Linked DNA regions of Sus scrofa: region 2 is linked to region 1. Evidence: chromatin contacts called from public promoter capture Hi-C data. All regions are on one chromosome and are shown on one strand. The core of a region is the stretch at or near the end of the contact, and the rest is flanking DNA. Distances in the headings are between cores, read along the strand shown. Region 1 holds the start of NIPAL3 (NIPA-like protein 3). Region 2 holds the start of SRRM1 (serine/arginine repetitive matrix protein 1).

What was found. Promoter capture Hi-C pulls out the DNA fragments that hold promoters and counts their contacts.
Region 2: a contact with region 1 is called in a promoter capture Hi-C map of liver, with 5 times the contacts expected there. The contact joins the promoter of SRRM1 here to the promoter of NIPAL3 in region 1. A contact is called at or near these places in 3 of 5 promoter capture datasets (fetal liver and liver), 7 of 47 Hi-C or Micro-C datasets (fetal heart ventricle, fibroblasts, heart right ventricle and 3 more) and 2 of 2 datasets of contacts at active chromatin or transcription factors (alveolar macrophages and skeletal muscle).

What each region holds. Positions count from the first base shown.
Region 1 is chr6:82,109,764-82,115,330 of Sscrofa11.1, reverse strand. NIPAL3 (NIPA-like protein 3) reads right to left here and starts at 3,803. Exons shown (of 12, transcript XM_003127700.6): 1 at 3,574-3,803; 2 at 1-79. It overlaps STPG1 (O(6)-methylguanine-induced apoptosis 2), which reads left to right and starts at 3,863. Exons shown (of 8, transcript XM_021095547.1): 1 at 3,863-4,102. The coding sequence starts at 4,090.
Region 2 is chr6:82,305,238-82,310,462 of Sscrofa11.1, reverse strand. SRRM1 (serine/arginine repetitive matrix protein 1) reads right to left here and starts at 1,271. Exons shown (of 16, transcript XM_021095577.1): 1 at 976-1,271. The coding sequence starts at 996. It also overlaps the pseudogene LOC100522323.

The DNA.
Region 1 (5,567 bases), core at 2,554-5,053:
CTTCACTCACAGAAGGGCCAGTGTCTAGGTCTCTTCCCAGGCAGACAGACAGGGATACGTTCCCAATTCTTGCGGTGTTCTAGGGGGTGGGGAAAAACATTAAAAATGCACAAACAAGGAAACTCCAAGCCTGAGAAGAGAATACTATTAGGACAAAGCACAAACTGCTATGAAAAGTGAGCCTTTTTTTTTTTTTTTGGCCACACCCACGACATATGGAAGTTCCCGGGACAGGGATTATAGGTGAGCCTCCTCCTCGACCCGAGGCTGCAGAGACAACGCCGGATCCTTAACCCACTGTGCCACGGAAGGAACTCCTGAAGCAAGGCTATTTTAAAAATTACGTCATGCCTTGGCCCCTCAATGAAGATATGGTTCATCTATCTCAAAACCTTTTCTCTTGGCCCTTAAAAATTCCCTTTCCTCTTCTCCTTTGCCGCCTTCTTTTTTTTTCAGTTTTTTTTTTTTTTGCTTTACTTATTTATTTATTTTTATTAGAGTATAGTCGATTTACAATGTTGTGTCAATTTCTGCTGTACAGCACAGTGACCCAGTCAGACATATATATATTCTTTTTCTCATACTACCTTCCATCATGTTCTATTCCAAGAGAAGGGATGTAGTTCCCCGTGCTACACAGCAGGACTTCATTGCTTATCCATTCTAAATGGAAGAGTTTGCCTCTCCCAATCCCAAATTCCTCCCCACGTCCATCCCCTCTCCCCACTGACAACCACAAGTCTGCTCTCCATGTGCATGGTCTGTTTCTGTTTTGCAGATGGGAGCATGTGTCTCCTTGGCTTCCTTCTATCATCTCCTAACTTAAATCCTATCTTTCCATAGGCTCGTCTACAGAGAACACTGCCTATAGCTACTTCTCCAGGACTTGAAAGAAAGAAAAAAAAATCCCACTGTCATAAAAAAGGAACCACCTGCATTCTGACTTAGGAAAGAAAGGAGGAGGAGAAGAGTTATCTCCATGGAAGATGGGAGAACCGACCTGCTCCTGAGGGTCAGCCCAGCACAGGTGACATAACACTTGGAGCTGAAGGGGGAGGACCTAAAAGACCAGATCTTTTTGCCTCTGGGCATCTCAGTTGCCTCATCTGTAAAGTAGGGCTAATAATGTGGCCTAAAGTAAAATCATCAATGACTGTCATTCTCACTAATTTCATTGAACGAATATTTTCAGGGCGGCTCAAGCTTTTCTACTAAATAGAGAAGGAAGTATGGCCAAAATACCTTACAACAAATGCTAAAGGTTTTTTTGTTTTTTTTTGAGGTCTTATATTTAAAAAAAAAATCATACAAATTTGGAGTCTACTTTAAAGCCTAAGTTTATTTCAATTAAAAAACTTAAATTGCTTGTGATCCATCATGAGCTACCCATTTTACCTTGGCCACGTCATTTAATTTTTTAGCCAGTTTCCTCTGCTGTGAAATCTGGATATTCACTCCCATGTGTTGATGTGAGAATGTGGTGAAATAATGCATATAAAATGTGTGCACAGCAAACTGTCAATGAATGTCAGTTATTATTTGTACTGACTTTATTCTTACTGGTTTAATTATTTAATTTACCCATGAACATTCCTTCCTTTTTTTCATGCATTCAGGCAACAAATATTTGAGGGCTTACCACATGCCTGTTAAACGGGCAACGTTTCTGCCACGCTTCGAGGCTTCAGAAAGCTGTCTCTCGTCTTTCCTGTAGCTTCCATTTCCTTAGGTTATCTAGCCTTAAGCCCGGATGTGAACTGCACAGTCATGTGTTACAGGACTCGAATCATGTCCAGCATCCAGGAGATACCAGATGGAGGGCTTAGCACAGGGGCAGCATGAAGACTATTTAGCCCAGGTCTCACTTTGTCAAAGAGCCTCAAACTTAAATGATTGCTATTGCCTCCAGATAAGGTTATATAGTCAGTATATAGGTACAGGAAGTATATTCATCAGACAACTTTATAACTCATAGCCTATAATTGGGCCTCCCTGACAGTAAAGCCCTATGAATGTGAGTTTGTAATCTTGTGAAAAGCATGATTCTTCTTCACTATACTTTCATGCATGGGTGAAAAGCATTACTGTGTTAAATGTATGTATCCCTACAGCAACGTTTTAATATCATAGCCTTAGAAAGGAAAAGTAGCCCAGGGCTCTCTGGATTTCTGAGATATTCTTAGAGGCTTTCCACCTGGAGGTAAAGGGGCGCTGGAGCACAAATTCTCGGAAACTGTTTGCTGAATCCCTTGGGCAGTTGCTCCTTCCTGAGATCAAGCCCAGAGCTTGGCACAGTGACCTCCGTACATACCTACCAGCAGACTATAGAGAGGCCTCCGAAGCACCTGGTGCAATGTGACTGCTTCACAGTCAAGAATAGAATGGCTTACTCAGGCCTAACCAACCGAAACTCCAGAGATACAACTGACAGATCCAGCCCCACCCACGGCACATCAGAGAAACCACAGGGAGGTGCCAAGGGGGTGATGGGAATCCAGGCCCTCTGGTTTCCCCAGGGAGGTCTCTGTTTTTTGCTTTCCTTTGTGGAGGCTGTGGTTGCTTTCACTTAATTCACTTTTAAAAAGCAGCCTCCCTCTCCGCCTCAGGAACCCCCAAGCCTCTGAGGCATCATGGCCTGCAGATAGAAAACTCTCCCTCAGCTGGGTAGGAGTTTGGACTAAAAGCCTTGGCCAAACCCTTGGCAGGTTGTCCTCCATTACAAGGTGCACATTCTTTACCTAGTGACTCTCTTTTCCTGATTTCAGAGCACTTCTGCAGGACTAGCATATGCCCTAGAGGCAAGCAGCCAACTGTGTTGCCAGCCACCCCTTAATTTTGAGCTCCTCACAGCCAGCAGTGAGCACGGGGTCACTGACTTAAAAAAAGGAAAGATAATTCACTAGGTGATGGCTTCCACTTCACCCCCAACCCCTCATCTCAATGAATTACTTCACCGACCCTCAGAGCAGGTTTCCCAGATGAGAGAACCACAGCTCATGGCTGCTAAAAGTAGGGTCTGTATTAGAATTTGGTTCTATCTATCTGAAAAAATAAATAAAACACGCCCTTTCCCATCACCTGACAATTCAGCTTCTGGCTGCTGAGTGTTCATTACACGTTGAGTGCTCTCCCTTTTCTGGCTTTTGCTCACTAAAGGGTTACACTCTTCAGTCCCCACCCAACCTGCTGGAAACTACAACTTCCAGCGGCCGGTTCGGATCAAGAATGCCTCCCCTCATCCACCTGCTAACTTGACCATCTCCTATCTCCAGGAAGCTCAAGCTGGCGTGTACAGGGGCAATTTTGACGAAGTTACTTCATTTCACCTCCTGACTTGGTAAAGCCTGACATCGCCTTTATTGAAGCAAACCCACGCCCCCTCTCCTCGATGTGAAAATGGAAAAAGCATTCTGAGGCAACAAGACCCAAAGTGACAAGCCTAGTGACTGCAAGAAGGAAGGTATTCATACTAGGGAATGTACGATGATCACAAATGTAGTCGCTTTTTCTGAAACGAAGGTTGAATTCAAGTCTCCGCCACCCTCCTCCTCCTTAGTCTTAATCGCTACTTACCGGGGGCGTTTCCACCAAGGCCCACCTAGCAAACGTTTCTGAGAGCGACTTGGATTCTTCTCGCAAGCCGGCGACACAGCCTCTTCAATTCCTTCCTCAACTCAGAGCTGCCGGAATGCTGCAGTGTTTTGCTTTCAAAGGCTTCTATTTTATTTGTCAGGTCGCCTGCCCGTCAAAATCTGGCGGACATTTTGCGCAAACGAATGGCTGCGAGGAGGGAGTGGGCGGGACACTCCGCGATCATTGGCTGCACAGCAAAGCTTGCTTGAAGCGTGGGGTCGCGGAGCCAGGCAGAGGCGGCTCCCCGACGGAGCTTTGCGCTCACCTGGAGAGAGTCCCCTCTAGCGGCCACAGGAAGGAAGTTGGAATAAAACCTCGCTCCTCTTCTTTGGCTGTCTGCAGAGCTCCGGTGACTGCTCACTCCACCTGCCCGACAGATGGGCAGCCTGCCAGGTGTCCTCCCTCCTTATCCTCAGAGTCACCTCCTGGGCTTTGCTCCTGCTCTTCGCTCACGCCATGCTCTCACCAGGTAATCAAATCCTACACGTCTTTCAAGGCCCCTTTCCTCGCAAAACGGAGGGGCCCCCAAAATTTCTCCTTGTGTGCCCTCCCAGAACACCTGTTGGCCGCAGACTGTACGAGCCCTCCCTCCGCAGCTCAGCAGTTCTTAAGGTTCTCAATAAGCCTAGCGCTTGGTGAATGCTTCCTTAATGTACAACTGAAATAATTGTAATTGCCAGAAGGATATATTGCACAATATGGGGAATATAGCCCATATTTTATAATAACTATTACTGAGCATAACCTTTAAAACTGTGAATCACTGTATTGTATTCTTGTAACATAATGTTGTACAGCAACTATACTTCAATTAAAAATTAAATTTAAATGGGAAAAATGTATTTTAAAATACTGAATACGTGCATGGTGTTTCTGCTTTTTCACTCACATGCCTTTCAATTGAGATCCTCTCAACAACTCCCTAAGTGAGACACTGGGCTCATGCCCATTTTACAAATGAAAACATGACATTTGGATAGAGACCTCCATGATGAGAAAGAGCCAGTCATGGCTCAGACCCTGACCCGAGCGAACTCAGAGGGAACAACTGAGAGAAGAAGGAGACATAACTGTTGAAACTGCTCCAAGGACTGCGGGGCTAGTGAGAGATTTTTCTGGCGCATGTGAGGTAGAAGTTGTTACCAGAGGGACTGGCCAGGAACCGCTTACATGAAGATGTTTGGATTTCATCCTAAATTTATTTATTTTATTTATTTATTTGTTTTGTCTTTTCTATCCTTTTAGGGCCGCACCCACGGCATATGGAGGTTCCCAGGCTAGGGGTCCAATCGGAGCCGTTGCCGCCGGCTGTGGTGGCCTGCACCACAGCCACAGCAACGCCAGCTCCGAGCGGCGTCTGCCACCTACACCACAGGTCAGGGCAACGCCGGATCCTTAACCCACTGAGCAAGGCCAGGGACCGAACCCGCAACCTCATGGTTCCTAGTCGGATTCGTTGCCGCTGAGCCACGAGGGGGAACTCTTGGATTTCATCCTAAATTTAAAGGGAAGTCACTGGAGTGAAGATCACCGTGATTGCTCTGAAGTGTGTGAAGAGGGGCACGTGAAACACTCACTGGCTGCCTTTGTATGGTGACCCATAACAGTCTTTTTTCTTTGTTACAAACAGGGTTTGGATGAATGTTAGTTCTTTTCGGTTTATTCCTTGAAGTAGGATCTCTGGGTGAGCAATATTCTAAGACTTTTGGTCTATCACAAGATTTTTGAGGGGTTGCCTAGATAAGTCCATGTCAGGTTTCTCCACCTATCCTGACGTAGTAAACCTGAACCCTAAATTGTGGCAGCAGCCCAGCGGTTTTTGAAATGCCTCTGATCATTGGTCAATAACTTTGCAACTAAAGAAACAGAGGACGCCATTGGCTAGAGTTCGTCAGAAGGCGGGCAGAAGGTGGACTCTGGAATGTTAGATCTGT
Region 2 (5,225 bases), core at 22-2,521, 200 kb before region 1:
GCCTTAAAAAGAATTTGCAAACTCTAGTCCAATCAGTGTCACTTCCCACCCATCGAGATCTCGAATGGGTCCTACGGGAGTGTAAAAGGGGACCAAAAGAGTCCAGCACGCGCCCGGTAAAAGTATGGGCCCTGAGGGCCAACTACGACGAGAAAACGTCCCCATCTCCAGGTGATGGGCGAGAATCAAGAGGAACCTTTTCACCAAAAAGATTTTCAAGAGAACGTTCACAGGGGGTGGGGGGCGGTGAGCGGGAACGAAGAGTAGATCCACTCCATACCCCTGCCTCCACAAACGCGCATACTTTTTGTTGCACCCTCTGCCTGGAGTCTCAGACTCAAACGTTCTAACTACAAATTATCTGCATTCCCCTCCCTGAAGGGCTATCAAATTGGGCGGGAGCTCCCGCGAACTCTGACCCGGAGCCTTCGGGAAGGCTTAGACCAAGAGGGAGGGCGCGCGAGGCGCGGGGGGAGGGGGTTTGGTGCCCGCTTTCTCAAGAAAAGCGGCTCAAGGCTGCTTCCGGTCCTCTCACCCGCTCTCCTGAGGCGGTACCCCCAAACCTGTCCTCCCCAGGGCCCTCCTGCCGCCAGTCACCTCAGGGTTTCCCTCCGGCCTCCCCCCAGGGACTTCCTCCTCGCGGGTCCGCTAGGCCCCAGGACCCGGTGGGGCGCGCGGCTCTCCCTGCAGGCCCTGCCAGGGAGGCGGGCGGGAAGGTACCGCTCAGGCCCATTCCCGCCGCCATTTTCCGGCGACCGTCGCTGCCGCGTAGGGGGGACGATCCCGGAGGAGGAGACTGCGCAGGGGCGCACCGGTCCCCGCCGCAGGGTAGTGGGGAAGCGTCCACTGGCAACGAGGATCCTCAGGATCTTCGAAGTCTCCGCTCGCTGGCCACCCCATCTCGAGTTTAGGCCTCCTGCTGGGCCTTTTCGATAAGCCCCTCACCTCACCCCAGATCCCCGCGCTCCTACTTACGCGGAAGAATCCCGCGTCCATCTTGCTGCCTCGCTCGGAGATCGCTCCCTATCCCAAGGTGCACCGCGCCACCGCGACGGAGGGCGGGACCGGCAGGGAAAGCCGAGCGCCGGGACGCAGCTCGCGCTGCTCCACCCGCCCTTCCAGCGGACACGAGGCCGCGCTTGCTCAGTGTGGAGAGCGCTCGCCAAGTGTGCGCACGCGCGTTCCGGGAGGCGGGCTGCTACCGGACTCCGAGCTTCTCCAGTGGCCAGTCCTTGAGGAGAGCCTCGCGACCACAGCCAATGGGAGCGAGCAAGAGAGTGTCGTCCGGTCGCCCCGCCCTGCAAAACCTTTTGTGGCGCTTAACCAGCCTTGTTCGCTCAGCGTGAATTGACCCTTCCTTCGACCCGTAGTGGGGGCGGCTTTCTGCCCCCCCCCGGGGGGGGGCTCCATGGAGAGCTTGTGGAGAAAGGCTGTTACCTCAGGGTGACGCTTGTGAGGCCGCTCTTGCGCAGAGGAGAAGCCTGCGGCCTCCGCTTTCGTTAGAAAAGTTGTGATTGTGTTGCTTTTACGAGTTTCCAGTTATCGAGGTCGGCCCTGAAGTAGTCGAGCTCTGTACTATGAATGAAATCTGCGTTTTGGTCCCGCACCCTCGACTTCCGCTACAACTCCTTAGCTTTGGGGAGAAGCTGGAAATGTCCGTTAGATGAGTTTCGGAACCGGCAGGAAGCTGATGAGAGCCGGGGCCCCCGGGCAGAGTCTGACGGAAAGGAAGCCGGCCTTCAGGCTTCGGGACTTTCGGAGCTCACGTGTGCCTCACCGGCCCAGCTCTGGCTGCGAGGGCCTGCAACCGGATGCCTTCTGCCTCCTTTCCTTTATGCACTCTCTTTTTCTCTGAAAGGGAACATGTGACCCTTCTCTAGCCATCTTTTGTAACGTAACCACACACACACACCCCCCCCAACACACACTTGCCTCCCTTTCCTGATTTTTGTTCACAATGTATTCACTCTCTTGGCTTCAAATACCAATTCTGCCAACAACTTCATAGGTTTCCAGCTCAAGGCCTCTCCTCTGAGCTTCGAACATGTATTGGCAACGTCCTGTTCAATGTTTCCGCTTGGACAGACGTCACGAACGTAACATAAGTAGGAACTGGGCTCCTCGTTTCTCCTGTTCTGCCTGGAACTCCCTCCCTCCACCCTCCACCAGGCCAAAAACCCGACCTGTCCCTCCCAAAGTCTTCCCTACCTCAGTTGATGGCAGTATCTTTCCTTTTGTTTAAGATACAAGCCTTGGTTGTTAATCTCGATTCCTCTTGGAGTTCCCATTGTGGCTCATTGGTAACAAATCCCTACTAGTATCCATGATGACACGGATTCGATCCCTGTCCTTGCACAGGAGGGTAAGGATCTCCTGTTGCTGTGGTTGTGGCATAGGCCTGCGGCTGTAGCTCCCATTCGAACCCTAGCCTGAGAACTTCCGTATGCCAAAGGTGTGGCCCTAAAAAAGAAAAAAAAAAAGCTGGACTCCTCTTCCTCCCACATCTCACTGCCAAACCATCAAGAAACCCACTCTGCTATCGTCTAGGTTCAAAGCACCATCATCTTTGGCCTGAACTTCTGCCCTAGCCTCCTATCTGGTTTCCCTGCTTCTACCCTTGCGGATCAGCATCTGTTCTAAATGCACCAGAGTGAGCCCGTTGGAAAACCTTAGGCAAGTCACTCAAGCTCAAAACCTCCCAATACCTCCTCCTTTTCTCCAGCAAAGGTGGAATCCCAGGAAATGGAAATGCCCCCACATCTTTTTTTTTTTTTTTTTTTGCCTTTTTTTCTAGGGCCACTCCCTTGGCATATGGAGGTTCCCAGGCTAGGGGTCTAATCGGAGCTGTAGCCACCCGCCTACGCCACAGTCACAGCAATTCGGGATCCAAGCCACGTCTGCGACCTACACCACAGCTTACACAATGCCGGATCCTTAACCCACTGAGCAAGGCCAGGGATCGAACCCACAGCCTCATGATTCCTAGTTGGATTCGTTAACCACTGAGCCACGATGGGAACTAACACACACACACACACACACACCCCGTCTTCTTGAATCTCATTTCCTAGTACCCTAACACTGCGCAGTGCTTGAACTTCTGGTTGTATCTTCTGCCAGAATGCTCTCTCCCCACATATCTACTTGCAAATTTCAAGCTTTACTCAAGTATCACCTTCTCAATGAGGCTACCCTGGAAATTGATCACTTAACTCTCTTTACACCCTTGATGCCTCTTAACCTACTGTTTCCCCCACCCTCAGCATTTATCACCTTCTAATATTTACCTATTTTTAATATGTTTATTGTCTGTTTCCCACACTAGAATGTAAGCTCCTTAAAGTCAGGATGTCTGTCTGTTTTGTATATTGATATGGCCCTAGCACCTAAAACAGTGTCTGTCCTATAGGGTAGGCTCGTTAAAGTGGGTTTGTTTGTTTGCTTTTGTCTTTTTTTTTTTTTTTTGTCTTTTTAGGGCCACACCTTTAGCACATGAAAGTTCCCAGACTAGGGGTCGAATCAGAACTGTAGCTGCCAGCCTACACCACAGCCACAGCAGCACAGGAGCTGAGCCCCATCTGCAACCTACACCACAGCTCATGGCAACGCTGAATCCCTAACCCACTGAGCGAGGCCAGGGATTGAACCTGCGTCCTCATGGATACTAGTCAGATTTGTTTCTGCTGAGCCACAATAGGAACACCTCAATAAAATTTGTTGCATAAACAAAAGCACTGTCAGAGGGTCAAAGACTGGCTTCCACAGAAAGAGCAAGTTAACCAGATGGGACTATGAAATCACAATGTCCACATCTTAATATTCTCTATGATACTGACCTCCCTTCACTGAATCTGCTCTTTTGCTGCCAATCTTGTAATTGGTGGTTTTCCTTGTGATTCTGTCATTGACCCTTTTGTTTTCCTCAATAAAGGAAAACAAAATACATCGGCTTTTATTCATCAGTCACCTTTATCTCAGCCATGAGATTATTTTAGTCTGTATTTTGTTTGGTAAATTTCTGTTTCATTTCGAGATTGATGTAGGTCAGGAATCCCTTGGCATTAAAGGAAAATAAAAGCTTAGTTGAATTCATCATTATTATGAATACATCATGCTGTCAAACTATAGGAAGATTTCTAGTTGTTTTTGAATATATCGAATGTATAAGACATAGAAGTAGTGACCTGGGCTTTTCTGAAACACACTTTTCTAGTCTAGTAACAAGAGTCACTAGATGGCGATCTACCCTCTCAAGACAACGCCTCTTTGATTGGCCAGGACTTGTTACTAGAAATAAGTAATTACAAAGACATACGATTTTTTTTTTCTTTTATGTTACTGAGCCCTTACACCAAGCTCAGCATGGTGTTCTTAGATATAGTAAAAGATGCAACAGAAGTTTAAGACAGTCCTCAGAGAGTTTATAATACAGATGGAAGGGTATGAGCAACAGGCATAAAAGAAAACTGTAACTCTCCTTTGCTTCCTAGCCCACAGAAAGTCTACCCACAGAAGTTATATTCAGGAATGTGGCCACACATTTTTATTTTCTATTTATTTATTTTTTAGGGCCGCACCCACAGCATATGGATGTTCCCAGGGTAGGGATTGAATCAGAGCTACAGCTGCCAGCCTACACCACAGCCACAGCAATGATGGATCTGAGCCGTGTCTGTGACCTACACCGCAGCTCACAACAACACTGGATCCTTAACCCACTGAGCAAGGCCAGGGATTGAACCCACAACCTCATGTTCCTAGTTGGATTTGTCTCTGCTGCACCACAAGGGGAACTCCGGTCTGCACATTTTTATTTTTTAGTCTTTTTTTTTTTTTTTTTTTGCCATTTCTTGGGCCGCTCCTGGGCGTATGAAGTTCCCAGGCTAGGGTCGAATCGGAGCTGTAGCCGCCAGCCTATGCCACAGCCACAGCAACGCAGGATCCGAGCCGCATCTGTGACCTACACCACAGCTCACGGCAACGGTGGATCCTTAACCCACTGAGCAAGGCCAGGGATCGAACCCCGCAACCTCACATTTCCTAGTCGGATTCATTAACCACTGAGCGATGACGGGACCTCCCCGCACATTTTTAAAAGAAGGGTTTGAAGGAGTTCCTGTCATGGCTCAGTGGTAACAAACCTGACTAGGATCCATGAGGACATGGGTTCGATCCCTGGCTTCACCCAGTGCGTTACAGGTCTGGAATTGTCGTGAGCTGGTGGC